Linked DNA regions of Neogale vison: region 1 is linked to region 2. The links are chromatin contacts, called in public Hi-C maps. All regions are on one chromosome and are shown on one strand. Each heading gives the region's core, a stretch centred on a gene start, on an enhancer-like site or on the middle of the called end of the contact. The rest is flanking DNA. Distances are from core to core; before and after follow the strand shown. Region 1 holds the start of MRAS (ras-related protein M-Ras). Region 2 holds the start of CEP70 (centrosomal protein of 70 kDa).

Evidence for each region. A called contact is a pair of places that touch in the nucleus more often than the background predicts.
Region 1: a contact with region 2 is called in a Hi-C map of muscle, with 4 times the contacts expected there. The contact joins the promoter of MRAS here to the promoter of CEP70 in region 2. A contact is called at or near these places in 2 of 3 Hi-C or Micro-C datasets (fibroblasts and muscle).

Annotation. Positions count from the first base shown.
Region 1 is chr6:125,792,267-125,796,936 of ASM_NN_V1, reverse strand. It overlaps MRAS (ras-related protein M-Ras), which reads left to right and starts at 3,414. Exons shown (of 6, transcript XM_044252282.1): 1 at 3,414-3,763.
Region 2 is chr6:125,511,076-125,515,576 of ASM_NN_V1, reverse strand. It overlaps CEP70 (centrosomal protein of 70 kDa), which reads right to left and starts at 2,910. Exons shown (of 15, transcript XM_044252272.1): 1 at 2,627-2,910. FAIM (fas apoptotic inhibitory molecule 1) reads left to right here and starts at 2,932. Exons shown (of 5, transcript XM_044252277.1): 1 at 2,932-3,031.

The DNA of each region.
Region 1 (4,670 bases), core at 2,165-4,664, 280 kb before region 2:
AGCGAGCAAGAGTCTGTGTGAGGGATAAACCATGAGCATCAGGAACCAGAAGCATCAGAGAAGAAAATCCTGTGAGGGCTAGCTCCTTGTGGAGCCGAGGCAGCTGGGGATGTACAGAGGGGTAGCAGGGAGAGCTGAAGATGAGAGATGACTGAATTTAGATCAGAACAAGCCGTGAGAACCCTAAGAGAAGACTGTGTCATTCTTGGTGCTGTATCACGGGCAGGCCGGCGAACAGCAGCGTGTACTTGGCCCAAAAGAAAGGTCAGCGGAGAGGATGAACAGGCATGGGGCTGGGGTGAGGCTCTTCTGCTAACATATGGTCGATGCTTCAGGGTCAGCAAAAGGTCTAAGTCTAGCTAGGTCTAGGAGACTAGTATCCTCTTCACCTTCTCCCTGCTTTTCCAACACCAAACACACAGTTGACCTGCCCGTCGAGGCCACCAGACATACGGGAAAGAGTCTGGGCTCTGTGGTCAGAAGACCCTGATTCTGAGTCTACTGGCTGGTTGGGATTGGGCTTGTGTCTCCTTATGTCTAAATCAGGGCAGGTAAGACCTGCATAGGTCATTGGGACATGTGAAGACTCACATTAGGCCCATGTCCAGCACCCGTGAGTGCTCAGGCGTTCAGAGCTGCTTTTGCCCCCAGGGACCACAGCGGAACAGAGAGTTCTGGAAGAACATTGTACCACTGGATGGCTCCTGGCCCTAGAAGTCCCCAGGCCCCCTAGGCTTGTACACTGAACCCCCAGGCACCAGTTTGGGTCTGCTCTGAGGCACAGTACTCAGCAAGCTTTGGGGGAGAGAGGCCAGTGCAGGACACTGCAGGGGACATGGTACACTTGCTTGTGTCTCTGAGCAGGAAAGTTCTACTCTGGGTCAGCCCAGCAACTCTCGTCTCTGCCCTACGGCAAGAGCTGGCTCCTGGCCCTGTGGCTGGCCTTGGACTTTAGGCCCTGAAACTTGCGCCTGAGCCCAGTCTGGGTTTTTGGCCAGGAGGCATTTGGGCCTGGAGTCCGGCCTTCTACCATGCTGCTAACACACCTGGTCAGACACATGGATCTGTGGGAGTTTTGGCGAAGACTTCATCTCACCCATACCTCAGCATGTAAGGGTTTGTCTCTCCTTTCTCATTCTAGCTGAGTGTTATTTGTCCCTCAAGCCCTAGCTCAGCCATCACTTCTCGCAGAAAGCCTGCACTGGGCACCCACACCCTCCCCACTCTGGGTTAGATGCCCTTCCTCTGGGCCCCACAGGCCCGGGGACTGCTCTCTTTCCCACCACTTACTCTCAGCTGGCACTCTGAGTTGGCTTGGAGGGAGGTCTCTACCACAGCATCTGGCACACAGTGGGTGCTCTGGCAGTGTTTACTGAATGAACAAACTGTCAAACTCGGGCCTCCCTTTCCTGCCCAGTGCCCCTGTCTGCCAGCCACTGAGCCACACTTTATTTCAGGGTTCAAAGAGCAGAGAAGGCAGTCTAAATGGGACAAGGGCCCTGTTGTAAGCCCTCAGCCACAATCTACATTAGAGAATCCCAGGTAGCTGTATGTGATTACTGGCTATTTCAGTTCCATTTCTGAGGAGACAGATTTTGAAAGATTTGTGTATAAAGACAAATCTTTGCTCTCATGCAGATGCTGTCTCAGCTCCAGCTGAGGGCAACACTTCCAGAGCCCTGAGCAAGTCAGGGCCCAGGAGAGGATGTTTCTTGACAGAGGGAGCCCAGGAGGTGCTGACAGACAACCAGGACACACAGAACTTTGCCGGTCTCCCCTAAGGCCTGTGGTAAATGGGAGGAAGAGGAAGAAGCAGGTTCACGGCAAGACCCAGCTGGTCACAATAAGCATTTCTCCCTCAAGCCCTTCCTCAGCCAAGCTCTTTGACTCCCTACCAAGTTGAGATACTTGATAGCACCTAATGCCCTCCCCCCGCCATGGGGATTCTTGGGGTCCCAGAGACTTCAGAGCAGCAAATGGAAGTGGGGGGACACAACTCTCACCAAATGGCTGCATGGGTACCGGGAGGCCAAACAAAACCAAAAATCGGATTGGAAGCCCCAGCACGACAGAAAGGACTCAATAGTAAGCTCCCCCTAGGCTTGGGGCAGCAGTGGGGGTGGGTGGGGTAGAAGGTGAAGCTCTCAAAATGACAAGGGGTTGAGGGGCGCCTGGGTGGCCCAGTCAGTTGAGTGTCTGCCTTCAGCTCAGGCCATGATCTCAGAGTCCTGGGATGGAGCCCCATAGCAGGGCTCCCTGCTCAGCAGAGAGTCTGCTTCTCTCTACACTTACTCAGCTCATGCGCAAGCTCGCTCTCTCTCAAATAAATAAATAAAATCTTTTTAAAAAATGACAAGGGGTTGAGTAACCTGGACGTGTAAAATGGTTCCAAGTTATCATCAAGGTCCACCCACAAGAAAGTCCTCAAAAATAACACCAATTGCCAAAATTATAATAAGCTATCACTTCACTCTCACTAGAGTGGCTGTAATCAAAAAGACAGTGTTAGCAAGGATGTGGAGCCATTGGTGCTCTCAGACATGGTTGGCGGGAATGGGTTGCAGCTGCTCTGGAAAACAGTTGGAGGAGGGGTCCTCAAAATGCTAAACATAGCTGGGGCACCTGGGTGGCTCAGTGGGTTAAGCCTCTGCCTTCTGATCAGGTCATGACCTCTGGGTCCTGGGACTGAGCCCCTTATCAGGCTCTCTGCTCAGCAGGGAGCCTACTTCCCCCCCTCTCTCTGCCTGCCTCTCTGCCTACTTGTGATCTCTGTCTGTCAAATAAATAAATAAAATCTTTAAAAAAAATGTTAAACATAGCTAAGCACGTGACCCACAATTCTGCTTCTACTGCAGGTCTACTCCTAGGTGTATCACCGAGAGAAGTTAAAACGTGTTCATACAAGGGGTTGTACAGGAATGCTCACAGGAGCTGTATTCTTAACGGCCAAAAAATACAAACAGCCTAACAAACATCATCTGAAATGGAGAAACAAAATGTATACATACATTGGAATATTATTTGGTCATAAAAAGGAACAAGCGCTGTTTCATGCTGCAACATGAATGCATGCATAATTCGAAGTGAAAGAAGCTGCTCACAAAACACCGCATGTGGTAGCATTCCATTTATATGAAATGTCCTGAATGGGCAAGTTCATAGAGACAGAAAGGACAGGAGTGGTTTCCAGCGACTGGGGGGTGCGGAATGGGGAGTGACTGCAAAAGGGTAAGGCATTTTGGAGGGGGGTGGGCTATGAAAATGTTCTGAAATTACCGTGATGGTCCAGCAACTTTGCTGATAGGCTAAAAACCATGTAATTGTACACTTCCAAAGTCTTGTCTTATGGTATCTGAATTATATTTCCATTTTTTAAACGAAAAAATGTCATCGATGGAGAGGAGTTAGCAGAACTGAAACAATGAAATGGAGCACGAGTGTCTCCTGTGCCCGTCACATCCATCGGAACGAACTGGGGGCCCAGGAATGGTGCACCGCGAAGGATGGTGCACCGAGAAGGCCTATCGGGAAGGGAGGCTGCTTCAGGATCTGGGAAGAAACCCCTCCCGGGATTCGAAGCGAACGCCGTTGAGGTGGCGACACGGGATCGTCAAGGACTGGGGAGGCGTCGGTAGTCTCAGAAGTTGGCCGGGCCGGAGCGGAGACTCCAAGATTGGGGCCAGAGGCTCTTAAACAGGCCCGAGCGATTTCCCATGCCGCGTTCACTTTAAAAGCCAGCGCGGCGGAGCCAGGGTCTGACCGGGTAAGTGCGCGGGGTCGCGGGGAAGGCGGCGGCGCGGACCCCGCTCGGAGCCGGCCCCGGGGCAGTCTGACAGTGTGGCAGGGACTGAGCGGGCCGCGCGTCCGGGGAGCCCGGGTGCGCGCGGGGGCGGCGGGGTCGCGGCGCACCCCCCGCCCCCAGCGCCGGCGCTAGCCGCGGAGCTCTATTTTTAGCAGGCGTTGTTGCAATATAAGGAATGCGCGGCGCGCCGGCCTCTCCGGGTGCGCGCGGGCTGCGCGGTCGCTTTAAGGAGGCGCCGGGGCGGAGACGGGCCGGAGCGGCCAGAGGGCCGGCTGGCAGGGAGCCGCCAGTCCCGCTGCAGTGGGGCCGGCCGGGCGCGGCGCTGCCTCCTCCGCCGCGCGGGCATGGAGGAGGCGGCCTGAGGGCCGGAGCCGAGCCGGGGCTGGAGCGCGCGGTGAGTGGTGCAGCCGCCGGGGAGGGTAGGGGGCCCGGCCGGGCGCTTTGTTCCGGGCGGGAGGTGTGGCCGCCCCCAGGCCCTGCCGCACTCACCTCGCGCGGAGCGCGCCGCGGGACTGGCGGGGAGTGGCCTTTTGCCCCCACCGCGGGCGTAACGTCGTGCGATCGAGAGATCCGCCACAATAGAGACCGCGGCGGGGAGGGCCTGCCCACCGCCCAGAGAGCCCCTTTCATGGAACCGCCCTTCGGTTTCTAGTCCGCCTCGGCGGGGACCAGCGGGGTGGTGGGCGGCGGGACTGGAGCGGCGGGGGAGGTGGGGGGACCCTTTCTCCCCTTTTAAAATGGCGTTAACGTGAGCAAGGATCCGCCGCGGGTGTTGTCAAATTTATCTCAAAAATAAAAGGCAGCCTGCCGCACTAACGGCCCTTCACGGCACCCGGGGCTTGGGGCCCGGCTCATTCATTGACCGGAC
Region 2 (4,501 bases), core at 1,661-4,160:
ATCTGAGGCCAGAATTCTGAGCCCAGGGCTTGTTTCTAAAGCCCCGATTCTTCTTCCTTTAAATGTATCGCCAGTCATCAGGCTGAACCAATACTGGAAGGGCATGTGGAGAATTTTAAGTCTTGTTGTTATCAGACTATGTAACTTTTCCCTTTTATTTTGATCTCCATTCACGTTCTTTAAAAAGTAAGTTCAGAGGGTGCCTGGGTGGCTCAGTGGGTTAAGCTGCTGCCTTCGGCTCGGGTCATGATCTCAGGGTCCTGGGATCGAGTCCCGCATCGGGCTCTCTGCTCAGCAGGGAGCCTGCTTCCTCCTCTCTCTCTCTCTGCCTGCCTCTCTGCCTACTTGTGATCTCTCTCTGTCAAATAAATAAATAAAATCTTTAAAAAAAAAAAAAAAAGTAAGTTCAGAAAACCAGTCAATGCATTAACAATTCCTTTTTCAAAAGGAGGCAGAATGAAAGCACGGAGAATGGTGAATGAAAACATTTTTTTACTCTCTTAAACTATGCCACTGATGGTCTGGCTGGTTCAGTCAGTAGAGGATGTGACTCTTGATCTCAGGGTTCTAAGTTCAAGCCCCACGTTGGGTGTAGAGATTACTTAAAAATAAAATCTTTTAAAAAGCTGTCCATCAATCAATCAGTCACTGATGTCAAAGGGCAAACTAGTGAGAGGCAGTTTAAGAGGTTAAGAACACCATCTAGGTACCCTGGGAAACAAGGAAATAATCTGCGAATGAGAATAAAGTCAAAAGCATGGGTCACCTGGCTGGCTCCAAGAGGAAAGCATGTGACTCCTGATCTTGTGGTTGTGAGTTTGAGTTCCATATTGGGCACAGAGATAACCCTGAGGTGGGCGGGGTGGGGGGGTGTCAAGTCAAAAGCAGGATCTGCTTGACTGAACACATTTTATACTCAAGTTCACTACCTTTCACAGTATTTTCTTCAGACTTTCTTTCCGTAACAGTTCTGTCTAGTAACAAGTGACTAATGCTACCATCAGTGTCCTGGTCCCTGGGAATGACTAGGTAGAAAATGTAGCCCAAAATGGTATGTTCCTCAATTCAGGTATCCCAGGAATTACACCAAAGAGAAAACAGTGACACAAAACAAGCCACCTGAGGAATCAGATTGCACTGACTATTCTTGGTGCAAACATGAGTGCACCTCAGTGCTCTGTGGGCAAAGGAGCTTCCCAGGCCTCTAAGGAAGGGCCCAGATACTTCTTCAAGCACATTTAACCATTTTGTCATCACAGGCCTTGTTAACATGACAGGTCTGGCTCTACATGCTGGCCCTGTAACTTCTGAAGGGCTTTGGGCCTCTGTAATGTAAGTACTAGGCTGTTGTGAAAAATACAGGCAACAATATATAAGGACATAGCAAGCATCCAATAAATGACATCTTACTGGTCTTATAAAGGATATCCAGACGTCTGAAGTTTTACAAGAAAATATGATCCTTCATTAAACGTATCACTGAGCTGCTCCCCAACCAGGGTTTCCTGATGCTAGCCCAACTAAGAAACAACTCAGCATGTTTCTTAGAAGAAATAAGGACTAGAAAAAAGTAATTAGAAATATCATTCAGCTAGCCTTATCCCATCACTGGAAATTTCCACTCTGGGGCCTTTTACCCTTCCCCCACTACCTCACTCTTTCAACAATTATTTATTGAAAACTCTCTGCTCAAGACACTGGTTTAGAAGAAAATACAAATACGAAAAGTCTTTGTTTTCCAGAAGCCTTCAGTACAGGGTTGCAAACAAAAAATCCGTGCTCACAAAGTAGAATCTGTATGACATAATTTGCTTAAGCATTCAGTCATTACTACTTTGCAGGCTGATTAATAGGTTGTTTCTTTTTGTGTCTCTATTCCCCTTCTCTCACATACTTGCTCAGCATTTAGAAATGACTTCAACTCTACCAACCCTAAAGATAAAACGATCCTTTATATTAAAACCTCAAGCGAGAGGAAGAAATTACACAATAGAGCATGGATGCCTCCATGCCCCTCCAATCTTCTGGGCCATCAGAGTCCTCACCAGAATACTGTCAAATGTCTGTATATTATTGTCCCCGGGGCCACTCACTGGCCTCCTCAAATGGTCCACTCAACAACTCTCCTCCCTCTCTGCTGGTTGCGAAAATGAAAACCACCTGAAACTTACCCAGGCAGGCTCTACATTCATTCCTTAAACAAGTATTTATCAGAGCCCACTATGAGCCTGCACTGTGAAGATGTGCGAGATACACGAGTGAAAGTCAAGCAGCCACCCTTCAAGAACCTCAGTCCACGACTAAATTACCCATTAAGCAAAAATTACAGAAATAACTGCACACCCTGACAAGGGCTAAGGAGAATTCAAGGGTTCAGGGCCTGGATAATTTTCCTTAAAAAATTGTATGTCCTGCAACAAGCTCAACAACCAAGTGGAGGATAACTAAGGGAAGAGGCAGGGAGGAGCGCCCAGCAGAGGGAAGAGCATCTGCAGAGGCCCGTGGAGAGAAAAAGCTTGCATCATTCGAGAACTACAAGGGGGCTCACGCGTGCTTTAAGGAGCTTGGGTCTTTACAGAAGTAACCAGAAAAGATTTCAAGGGGCGAATGCCATAATCAGATTTACCTGCCCAGTGGCTTCAGAGCAGACACAGGGTCTCTTTTTGCCACCAGTTTACCCCAGCGTCCGGCCCCGCGCCTTCTATCAGCGGGTCCCACCAGCCAGGGCTTAAGGTTTGGGGTTTGGGGTGAGGCAGGGCTCCTGCAGAGAGAGCCAAGCCCATCGCTGAGGCTGCGGGCGGGGGTTGCGTCCGCGGCACTCGGAGGCCGGTGGCGGCCAGCGCTGGGCACCTCAGGGGACCTGAAGCGCCACAGAGTCGGCGCGCTCGCAACTGGCGGCGGCCGAGCTTTCAGTTTCCGAGGAGGAGGCGCCCGGTTCTCGGCGAGGGGAACAAGGCCACGCGGCCCGGGTGGCGGGGCCGGAACCCGCGCGCTCCGTGGTACAGAACCTGCCGTGGTGCCCGGCGACCAGGTAAGCCCCGCGGCGCAGGTGGGGAGGCCCCGGGCCGGGCCCCAGAAGCCCCTGCGCCCAGCCCCGGCGTCCCCGCTGCAGCGCGGCTGCGGCGGCCATCTCCCGGCGGCGGGGCGGCGGCGGGCGCCGCGAGCGGTGGGCGGTGTCTACGCGGACCGTGAGCCGGGAGGGTGAGGCACCGGGGTGTTCGGGAGTTTTCTGTCGGCCGGGCCCAGGGCGGAGGCGGAGGCGGGAACTGTGGGGGCGGGGGCAGCCTGCGGGTCTCTCCTTCCTGGCCAGGCCCTGCGACCTGAAGGTAATACTATTCCAGCCGTTTTTTCCTGGACGCCTCAGCGGAGTCAAGGTCGTGAGGTGCTGTAACTCGGCTCCTTTGCCTAAGCGTGCGGCTCGCGCAGCTCCCCGTGGCTTCACGTGTTTTTGTGCGACCTTCGGGCCTCCCTGGGCTGCGCTCGTGTGCGCGAGGTTGAGCGCAGCGTCCCTCCGCAGGGCCTGGCCCAGGCTGGCCGTGCAGTGTCTTAGTGACCGCACTGCGACTGACTTGGTGGATTCCCTCCCTGCTGGTGAACGTGGTTTGCAGTGGGTAGCCAATACGGAAAGCAATTCCTTGAGCACTGTTATGTCTGGTGTGTTGAGCATGATTTGTTTAGAGTGGCTCTGTTGTAAGGCTTGTGGTTTACGGGGTAAAAATGCTCCTCAGAAAAGTTACCGGGTTGTTTTTTTTTTTTTTTTTTTTTTAAAGATTTTACTTATTTATTTGACAGAGAGAGATCACAAGTAGGCAGAGAGGCAGGCAGAGAGAGAGGAAGGGAAGCAGGCTCCCTGCTCAGCAGGGAGCCCGATTCAGGACTCGATCCCAGGACCCTGAGATCATGACCTGAGCCGAAGGCAGCGGCCCGACCCACTGAGCTACCCAGGTGCCCAAGTTACCAGTTCTTGTACCTCCGGTAGCCTTTGGAGACACCTGGCTCCTGAAGCTTCCTGACGCACTTTGCTGGAGGTCCCAATGCTTCCCATGGGTCTGGACGCACAGAGTCAACACCTATTTGTTGAAGACTGACTTTGTGGCTGGCCTTACCTAGAGCTTTTGCTGAAATGGGAACTATGAGTATCTTAGTAATTTTTAAAACGGACTTGGGTTTAGCTTGGACAGACCGTAACAGCCCCCAGGATGGTTAAACCCAAGTTAAACCCAAGATGGTTTCGATGAAGAGTAGAAACGTCTTAATAATTAGGTCTTACTCTGAAACTGACCGTTGAACTGCTAGGGAAGAGATTTTTAAAAGATTATGCTGATGCCTAGTTACTCAAAAAGCTTTCTTCCAAGACATGTAAAAAAGTTTCAAGTGAGTGACATCATCCTCATCAGTGGAAATAAATGGAATTTGTTTTTCCATCCTTTCCACTTACATTTTTGTTTTAAAATTCATTTTATTTTTATTTTTAAAGTAGTTTCCATGCCCAGCATGGAGT